Linked DNA regions of Mus musculus: region 1 is linked to region 2. A link is a contact called in public targeted proximity ligation data. All regions are on one chromosome and are shown on one strand. The core of a region is the stretch at or near the end of the contact, and the rest is flanking DNA. Distances in the headings are between cores, read along the strand shown.

Evidence for each region.
Region 1: a contact with region 2 is called in a targeted proximity ligation map of embryonic stem cells, with 5 read pairs. A contact is called at or near these places in 1 of 39 promoter capture datasets (pre-B cells) and 1 of 130 datasets of targeted methods (embryonic stem cells).

The regions. Positions count from the first base shown.
Region 1 is chr19:38,061,201-38,066,299 of GRCm38.p6, reverse strand. Cep55 (centrosomal protein 55) reads right to left here. Exons shown (of 10, transcript NM_001164362.2): 5 at 3,629-3,697. Among named protein-coding and RNA genes, the nearest start is that of Gm23300, 8.2 kb to the left of the region's middle.
Region 2 is chr19:37,486,033-37,490,841 of GRCm38.p6, reverse strand. No RefSeq gene overlaps it. Among named protein-coding and RNA genes, the nearest start is that of Gm32294, 5.2 kb to the left of the region's middle.

The DNA of each region.
Region 1 (5,099 bases), core at 745-3,244, 580 kb before region 2:
CAATGTCAATAATGCTGAACAAAGTAAGCTCTTCTAGCCTCTACCTCTGCCTTGCTGGTCACAAACACAGAACTGTAGCCTAAGCAGGCCTTGAACTTATGATCCTCCTGCCTCAGCCTCTCAAGCAGCTAATATTACAAGTCTATGTCACAATGCTGAGCTAAGCCAACATTGCTCTTCTCTCCAATTCATATGCATCTACCCTTTCTTCTCTAAAACCATCAATGGTCAGACTAGGATGCTCTCAATAAACATTGATATTGGGCTTAAATTTATGGAGACATCGTCACATCAGCTATTCCTTCTGGCTTTCTGTTCATCTATATACACAGGAGGCATGCACTCGACATGCCCATCTAAATTACAATGAAAACCCTAAAGTTAAAAAAAAAATGAAGTACTGTGGAAGGGTGGTGTTCCTCTACGTTTGGCCATGGATGTGCTAAGTACTCTGTGGACAATATTTTTAAAATAGGTAAAAATGTGAGCTGTAGTAGAATAATTAAAAAATGTGAGTTCATTGGTAAAACTGGATTAGGGATGGTAGGTTAACGAAAAGTATTGTGTTCATGTTAAATTTACTAAGTTCCTGCTTAAGGTATAGTAAATGCATATGTAGGCAGGGTTAAATAATTACAGATATATGCAGCTCCCTCTTGAATGGCTTAGGAAAAAATACTTTGTATATTTGTGTAGGTGAAAGGTATAAGAATAGTACAAAAATGGGCTTAAAACTGTCATGAATGGTTAAATTTAGGTAAAGAATATAAAAAGAGATACCTGTATCATTCTCATTCTTAGAACTTTTCTATTTGTATCTTCTAAATTAAAAAAAAAATTAAGGTTACTTATCTCCTCTAAGCTGTTTAAAAATCCAATTTTGTAACATTAAGACCATGTCTTGGTCTGCCAACCTTCCGCTGGTTATGGTCAGTATAGTTTGCACAGAAATGATAAGACTGATATCTGGGAACATTTATGGCATTATCCAGAGTTTCCTTCAGAAAGACTATACTTCCCAGCTTCCTTTGCAGCCAAGCAGGACAACTCCAGAAGGGAAGGATGCGGGAAGGAATGTAACATAGGTACGATAGCCACTTTCTCCCGCTAAGAAAGGCTGAGCCACCTTTTCCATGGGAATCTCGTCTGCCTGCATGCTGTGGGCTATATGGCAAAACCATCCACAGGGGTGTGTCCATGCCCTCTCCAAACACCATGCAGCAGAGCAAAATGCTGGGACAAGGTAATCCATTAGAGGCGCCCGATTAGGTCTGGGGTTCACAGGATCCCTTGGCTATTTCCATATCAGTAAAAGATTCCAAGAGCTCTCCACTAGCTAAGACTGGCTGAGAACTTTTGGAATTTTCAACTTGCCTATAGCCAAAAGCTCTAGGAACCTTTAACTGGCCCCAGGGCCTCTTTGAATCTAAAGTGACAGGAGTAGAAGATGCACCCATCCACATGGGTGAGATCATCCCACATACAACATACACAACCCTGTCCACCAATAAACACTCCTTCCTAAGGACAGATGCACTTCTCTTTCTGCCTTTATGTCTCTTTTAGATGCCTAAGAAACCTAAGAATTATTACCAGGTAATTATTTCAAAATGTCTGACAGACCTAAATGGTGACTGAATACTGTAGGAAACACATCCATGCATTCCTAGAGCTTATTTTACATGGAACAAATACTAGTTCTTCTGGACCAGCCTCCTGAGGCCGTAACCTGGGAACCGAGATGGAACCAGTTTCCAGGCTCTCACAAGGCAAACACGCAGCGTCCACTGAGGAGTGAATGAATGGCTCTTTCTTGCTCTCCAAGTCTCCCAAGGGTAATTCTCTTCTTCCTCCTCCTCAAACAGATGAGGAGATCTTCAAGAACCCAGAAGAGCTGAGTAGCTAGAAGCTCTTCAAGGTAGGAATAATCCAAGGGTGCCCTTGTATCAGCAGCAACAGCATTCAGGAAATGCACAATCGAAGCCCCACCCCAGACCTACTAAATCCAAAATCTACATTTCAAGAAAATCCTCTGGACTCAAAAAGTCTAGGCTCAGGTTAGATTTAGCTTGCAGGTGAATTGGTTTAGATTTTACTGCACTAGAGTTTTTCTTATGTAAACAGAGGGGCCCACCCAGGAAACCAGGGTTTTCCTTTTAAGGAATGGTTGGAAATCCAGCAAGACTGAAGCAAAGGAGGAGAAAATGGAAGGCATGTAAGGTAAATGACCTAAATACAGGCATCTAATTGGTAGGTACCAGTATACACAGATGGACAAAATTCTCTGTAAAAGATGATACCGAAATACTCTATTTTGTAACTTATGTCTAGCATATTTAAATATGTAACATATTTTAAAATTATGTTTATTTCAATTACCTCCAGGTAAATACTTTGATAAAAGTACCAAACCATCCTGTATAGATACTCAAGATATTTAAATTCTTCTTTTGAAAATCAAATAGACTTCAAAAGACACTTGCTAGATTAAATAAAACAGAAATCTTAAGGGTAGACTTATCAGGCATCAAGGTAAACACACCATGTTTCTGTAATATAAACAGCTACCTGGTGATCTAATAATTATATCAACAACTTTATACTTCATATATTTTCATCTAAAACTTGAAAAGATGCAGACAGTCCTGTGACCTCATTTTATTCAATTTCCAACAAAACTTACTTATCCACTTATAAAAGTTAGAAATAATAAAGCAAAGCTTTCCGGTCCATCTAAAGTAACCTCATGTCTAATTCTGGAGAACTACTGCGCATACATAGACCACATTTCCTTCCCAACTCTTGGAGAAAGACTGGAAGATAAGGAAAGTTAGGTTTCAAATCCCAGACAAACAGCTCAGGTGCCTACTTAACATATCAAAGCTGATCAGGCTTCCAGGTTCCCCCAGAGTCCAAACAGGTTACAGAATAAGGCTGACGAACCCCACCCCTACCCTGAACACTTAAATCCAGGGCTGGGCTGCCCTTCCCCAAGAGGTTCTTCCCAATATAATCCAGACATTATAGGTTACCCACCTTATTTATTTATTTATTTATTTATTCATTCATTCATTCATTCATTCATTTAATACCTTTGGCCTCCTGGATGCTGTACCTGGCTACCCTCTCTCCCCATCTGTCCTCACGTGGCTCAGGGTCAAGACCACTCTGGACTCCCAGATGTCCCCCTGCTTCTGGCTTTCCCTTTTACCTATAATAAACTTTCTCCTCCACCATACCTAGGAGCAGGCATGTCCCTTCCTTTCCTTTTTATTTCTGTTTTTCACTCAATAAATACATATCAAATAGATAAACAAAAAGAAAAGCATAAATTAAATTGCACCATAACAGCAACAATTTGGGCGAGTTAGACTGAGGTGGAAAAGAATGCTGCTAAGGCAGCTGGAAGCTTAGTTCCAGGGCGTTGCAATCTACAGAGTTTCTACACCATGGTCTCAAACACTCAGTTCTCCTGACTCTTCATTAGACTTGTTTTTTTTTTTTTTTTTTTTTAAAGTCATAACATTAATGCTTCCAATTCTATAAAATTTAAAGAACATACGAGTTTGTCTTCTTTATCCATTGTTTAACCACCACCACCACCACCAACAACAACAAAACAACTTACATCTTTCAGCTGCATCTCCTTTTCATGAATACTATTCATTGAGGAGTTGAAGCAGTTTGCAGGCATGCTCTGTAAATAAGCCAATAGTAGCTGACATCATCAACTTAACAATACAAATTTCATTATATTTCCATAAAAATACAAAACATTTCTCAAGACAATGAAACCACACCTCTACTACTGGTGAACCACCAAGCCAGGTGAGAATTATCAGGGGACTACCACCAGAACTAAATTCCCTGGATAGTCTCCTATACCAGTAGTTCTCAACCTGTGGGTCGCACCACCCTTGGTTATCCTCTATTTCCAAAAATACTTTCATTATGATTCATACCAGTAGCAACATTAGAGTTATGAAGTAGCAATGAAATAATTTTATGGTTGGGGTCACCACATCCTGAGGACTGTATTAAAGAGTCCCAGCATTTGAAAGGTAGAAAACCACTGTCCTAAGCAATCTAGGACCCCCGCCCCCCGAGACTTCAGATCTAATTTTACTGTGATTTCCTAGACCCCCCAATATCCAGAACCTTCAACCCCTACAAATAGCCCACTGAGTTTTCATCAAAAAAAGTCAAACTAGGCTATTTCAAATAAACGAACCAAACTATCAAAGACATAAAGTGTTTTCTAGAGTTACATTTTATATCAGCATAGGCTGAGGATTCCCAAACTTACCAGAACCAAAATGTTTCATACTGTACTTTTTTGGAGTTTGAAATATTTAGATACATAATGAGATATATTTGGGATGAGACTCAACTCTAAATATGAAATTCATTTTTTTTTCCAAGACAGGGTTTCTCTATATAGCCCTAGTTTCCCTAGAACTTGCTCTGTAGACCAGGCTGGCTTCAAACTCAGAGATCTGCCTGCCTCTGCCTCACAAGTACTGGGATTAAAGGCATGCAATACCACCACTTGGCCATTTGTTTCACATATACACATAGCCTGTCCACAAATTGTTTAATGTGTTCAGTTTCTTGCTGTGATAGCTATGTGAGGTCAGGTGTGAATTTTTCTACTTGTAAACATTTGAAAAGTTTCAGATTTGGGAGACTATAACAATACTAAATAGTAACACTATTTGTATAGTTTTCACAGAATTCAAAAAATAATTCCATAATGGCTTTCCTTTCTTCATTCTCACATAGAGAAAACCAGGTGGCTATCATCACAGGCTAGCCAGCAAACTGAAAAGCCTACTTTTCAGGGTTGGGTGATCTTGGTGTATCTGTAAGGAAAGGCTTGTGTGGATACTAGGGTTGTTTGGGAAGTCTACAGAACCTGTAGGGATGGAGTCTTGCTGGAGGAAGGGGGTCACTGGGGTCAGGCCTTGAAGCTTTATAGGCAGGGCTTCACTTGTTCTCCCTTTGGTTGCTGAGTGCCAGAGCAATGTGACCATCTTGTTCTTGCTGCCAGGCCTCCTTCCCAGCCAAGATGGAATGATCCCCAAGGACTAGAAACCAGA
Region 2 (4,809 bases), core at 507-3,006:
ACCTTCCGAATGCTGCGACCCTTCAAGACAGTTCCTCATGTTGTGGTGACCCCCCCCCCTCCAAGTTTCATTGCTACTTCGTAACTGGGATTTTGCTACTGTTTTGAATAATAACGTAAATGTCTCCTATGTAGGATATCTGATATGTGACCCCTGTGAAAGGGTCATTTAACCCACAAAAGGGTTGAGAACCACTGCTTTAGATGGTTCAGGTCCTCACACAGTTCACAGTCAGAAGGCTTGGAATCTCAACAGAAGCTGCCTTGAAACACCACACTCTCTAAAACAGAAGGGCAGGGGAGAAGGGGGAAGGGGGAAGGAAGGAAGGAAGGAAGGAAGGAAGGAAGGAAGGAAGGAAGGAAGGAAGGGAGGAAGGAAATGAGGTGAGCGAATGAGAGAGAGAAGGAAAGAGAGACTAAAAAAGAAAAGAGAAATAGTGAATGAACAAAAGACAAAGCAAGGCAGACCAGAGAGATAATTTCCAACCTTAACTACCTACAATAAGTTGAGTTTTTGTTGGGAATTGAGGCTTATTTATGTAGCTTTCAAAACACAGCCAGGCAGAGACCACCAAGAGCCTTTTGCGTATTTAGAATCTGAAATGGGAGCCACCTTTATTTTTAGAATCTTGCCCACTTTTATTTGAGAACGTGAAGGAAATGCCAACAGAACATTTGAGAGAGTCGTGCTCTTTCCTCTAAACCTAAAATGCTTTCTATTTGGAGGGTTTTTTTTTTTAGGTTGTTGAAATTTGAGAAAAGTGTTTAACCCATCGCCTAACAATCAGCCAGTATTTGATAAATGCTGGTTCTGCTTCTAGCAAAAGAAAACTCTTGACACAGGTGTTGAAAAGTCTGGATCCTTGCTCTCTCTGTGGCCACGGTGAACAACCTGGCTGCCTGCGCCTAAGAGCAAATTCAGGTGAACCCAATGGTCTGAGGGGTTTTCCCAGTTGATTTTCTGCAGATATTTCTAATATGTTAGTGCTTCCGTGTTCAAACTGAATTATTTTTGTTGAAAGGGTTTTTCACATCTTATTATGAATCATGTGCAGGCTAAGTGTGGGGCTTGTCCTCAGCATCACAAGTTCAAGGCTAGCCCAGGCTAGTTTACAAGTCCCTACCTCAAAAAAAAAAAAAAAAAAAAAAAACAGGAATGAAGTCAGGTATAGCAGCACATGCCTTAAGTCCCAGTGCTTAGGAGGCAGAGGCAGGCAGATCTCTGTGGGTTCAATGCCAGCCTGTTCTGTTTAGTGAGTTCCAGGACAGCTAGGGCTACAAAGTAAGTCTCTGTCCAAAAAAAAAGGAAGAAAAGTCTAAATTAAAAACAAAAATAAAAACAAAAACAAAAAAGGCCAGGCATGGTGGCGCACGCCTTCGGGAGGCAGAGGCAGGCGGATTTCTGAGTTCGAGGCCAGCCTGGTCTACAAAGTGAGTTCCAGGACAGCCAGGGCTACACAGAGAAACCCTGTCTCGAAAAACAAAACAAAACAAAACAAAAAACAAACAAAAAAAACCAAGTGACACACTTTACAGAAAACATCCTTTTTCTTTCCTAAAATAATGAGATTGGGAGCATTAATATCAGAGAAAGGTAAGTGGCGTTAACATCTGCCTAAGAAATAATTTGTTGGGGCAAACCCTGAGCAACAGATCCTAGGAAATAGCACCTGGAGGAGTCTAGTTCTAACTTGGCCTGTGACTGTCAGTCTTCCCAGACTCCGCCCACTTTAATTAACATAAATCCCAGCATCCTCTGAAGAGGAGACTTCCTACAGCTAGCATTCTAGTGTTCTGCAGTGTCACTTCCCTGAAGCCTTTTCTTCAGACCGCGTTGTTTTGCTCAACCACTGTCAGTTCTTCCGTCCCAACTTTCATCCACCCATCAATCCTCCAAAAGGAAGGGGGGAGGGAGCTATTGTGTACGATAAAAATTTTGGCAAATCTTATTACAAACACATTCTTAAAGCATCTCTCATTTCAGAGAAACAAAGTAAAATGTATGAATTGTTTTCTGTTTCATGACTTAACAAAAAAAAAAAAAAAAACCGATTCCTGGCTACAGGGAGGTATTTTAACCACTATCTACATAAAACAAGTACTGAAACTTCAACTGAATGAAAATAACTCCATTAGAAAAACAAACCTTGGTTAAGTACCTCCTCTCTAAAGGGCACTGAACTTTGCCACAAAAAATAAAGAAGGAAAGGAAGGAAGAAAGAAAAAAAGAAGGAAGGAAGGAAGAAGGGAAGAAAAAAGAAAAAGAAAAATGGACAAGTTGTTATGCAAGCGTCAGGCTAATTTATCCGGATTTTAACAATGGCCAGCGTCTTTGTCACCTTATAACTTGCCACATGTGGCTGGTGAACACTTAAGATTTGACTGTGTTCAATGCTAGTGGATTGAGAAAATTTAGAAGAAAGAAATAATGTCTGGGGCCACAGTTCCATTGGTAGCGAGCTCACCTAGCATGTAAGAAAACGTCCTAGGTTTGTTCTTCAGCATAGCAGACAAGTGGGTGTGAGGACATGCAGTCAGATAGATCAAAAGTTCAAGGTCATCCAAATTAGAAGGCAACAAAAGACTCTGTCTCAAAATGGGAGTGGGAGGGGTTGAGAAGGAGGGGAGGAGCTGGAGAGATAGCTCAGTAGGTAAGAGCTTTTTCTGTGAAAACATGGATCTGAGTTCAAATCCTCTGGGCTCACATAAAAAGTAGGGCAGGGCTTTGGGTCTATGTGTGCCTATAAACCCAGCATTGATGGGGACAAGATGGGCAGATCCCAGGGCCACACTGGCAGTCCAGGATAAAGCAGGAACACGGAGCTTCTGATTCAATAAGAGTCCTTGACTCAAAGCAGTAAAGCAGGGAGAGTGATGGCCGGGCCCACTGTCTGTCAGTGTCTTATCACACTCAAAGTAGGACAAGGGGCCGATAGATTAACACCAGCAAAATACATTGAAAAGGGCAAAAGCAAAAAGGCTCTCATGTAAGGACATGCTGCTCACTAATTCCAAGATAAAGGCTGGCTATTATTATCATTATTAGTCATAATAATTCTAGCTTCCCAGGTATGGTGGAGCACAGGAGTCAGAGACAGGAAGGTTGTTGAGTTTGAGTCCAGCTTGGGCTACATTGTGAAATGCTGTGACGAAGCAGACGACAACGGCGATGATGAGGAAGATGAAGAATTCGAGCTAAAAGAGATGAAAAAATCGATGTACAAAGTGACAGCAGAGAAAAAAGAAAAGGAGCTATGTGGTGGCTGTTGGAGCAGTGTAATTAACAGAATTGGGTGAGAAGGAGAAGGAGGAGGAGGCAGTGGTAGTGGTGGTGGTGAGCTAGACCCCCATAGCCAAATGACCCATGGCGTCAGTTTGAGACTGAAAGACTCATGAGAAACAACAGCTCTGCGGAAAAGATAAGTCCAGTTTGATCCTTATAAATTTAAGGGGTCCTAGAAGCATCTGAATATTATCAACTGGGTTATTGGATCAGTCCCTCCAAAATTCCTTTGGGTATCCTCAGTTGTAAGGTGATATAAATGATGAATTTTCTCAGCAGAGGCCAAGGGCAGGATGGAGGGAAAGTAAAGTCTAGAAGGTTGCTTGATAACCATTCAGAACGTCAGCATGTGGACTTACTTGGAAAAGGGAGTCAGGTATCAATCAACTAAGAGGAAGCTCTCAGGAATGGGTTAATCCACTCTGACTGGTGTCCTTATAAAGAGACAATTGGAACAGAGATCTGGACGATGTTTTTAAAGGCCAAGGAACCAAGCCCACGGTCCTGTCGACCTCCCTCTTCTGACCTCCGGTTACTGGAGAAAGCCAGAAAAATGTGATGGCGCCAAGTCAGAAACAACAAAAAAAAACAACTTCAAAGGTCACAGCTGACAAATCTGATGCTCTGAGACTAAGAAAAAAATGGCTCTGGTAAGGCGATGGAGTCATGGGCAGCCTTGAAAGGAACAGACTGTAAGAGTAGAAGTGGAAATCAGATGGATAGGAGGAAGAAAAATGAATTTTTGCAAAACTCTGTGGAAGGTAAGAGGAGTTGAAATGGAGTTAATGGGGAACGACTGTGTTGTGTACCGGAGGCATGGTCTGGATGTGTTGCCCAGGCTGACCTTGAACCCCTGACCTTAAGTCATCCTTCCACTTGAGCCTATGTAGTTGGGGCTATGGGTGTATGCCATCATGCTCAGCTCTGTGCAACTACTTCATGATGAGGGCAAACGACTACTGGAAGACTAAGGTTGCTTGGCCTTTGAGAAAGGGTTTCATGTAGCTGTAGAGGGTTTCCTCAAACTGTGACACTTCTTCTGCCTCTACCCCCAAATTCTTGGATTACAGATGGAGGCCACCATGACCAGCTGAGCAAAATCTGAGGAGAAGATTCCAAAGAGAATCACAAAGAAGGAAAAGAGAGGAGAGGTTTTCTTGAGTATCCTGCTCTTCCAGCATCCTGTTCATATTGTATCCCAGCAAAGGTGTGCACATCACGCTCTAACCTGGATCTGTTTGATCAAGAGACCACAAGAAGTCTTCAGGGATATGTAGAGTAGATATGTAAATTATCTGCCTCGATATAACAATTAGAGATTAGTATTATAAATATGGAGGTAGAATTCTAATTCACTAACTTTGTCTATTCTCAAGACCTTGTGAGTTCTCTGAGCTCTTCTATCAAGATTATATCAAGACCTGAAGGAAGACCAGTGGCTCACATCTGTGCCTGGCCAAGTGACTTAAGATGGCCAAGTCATTTCCTGCTGGGACCTGTGAGAAAGGCACTAAAGCTCAAACGCCA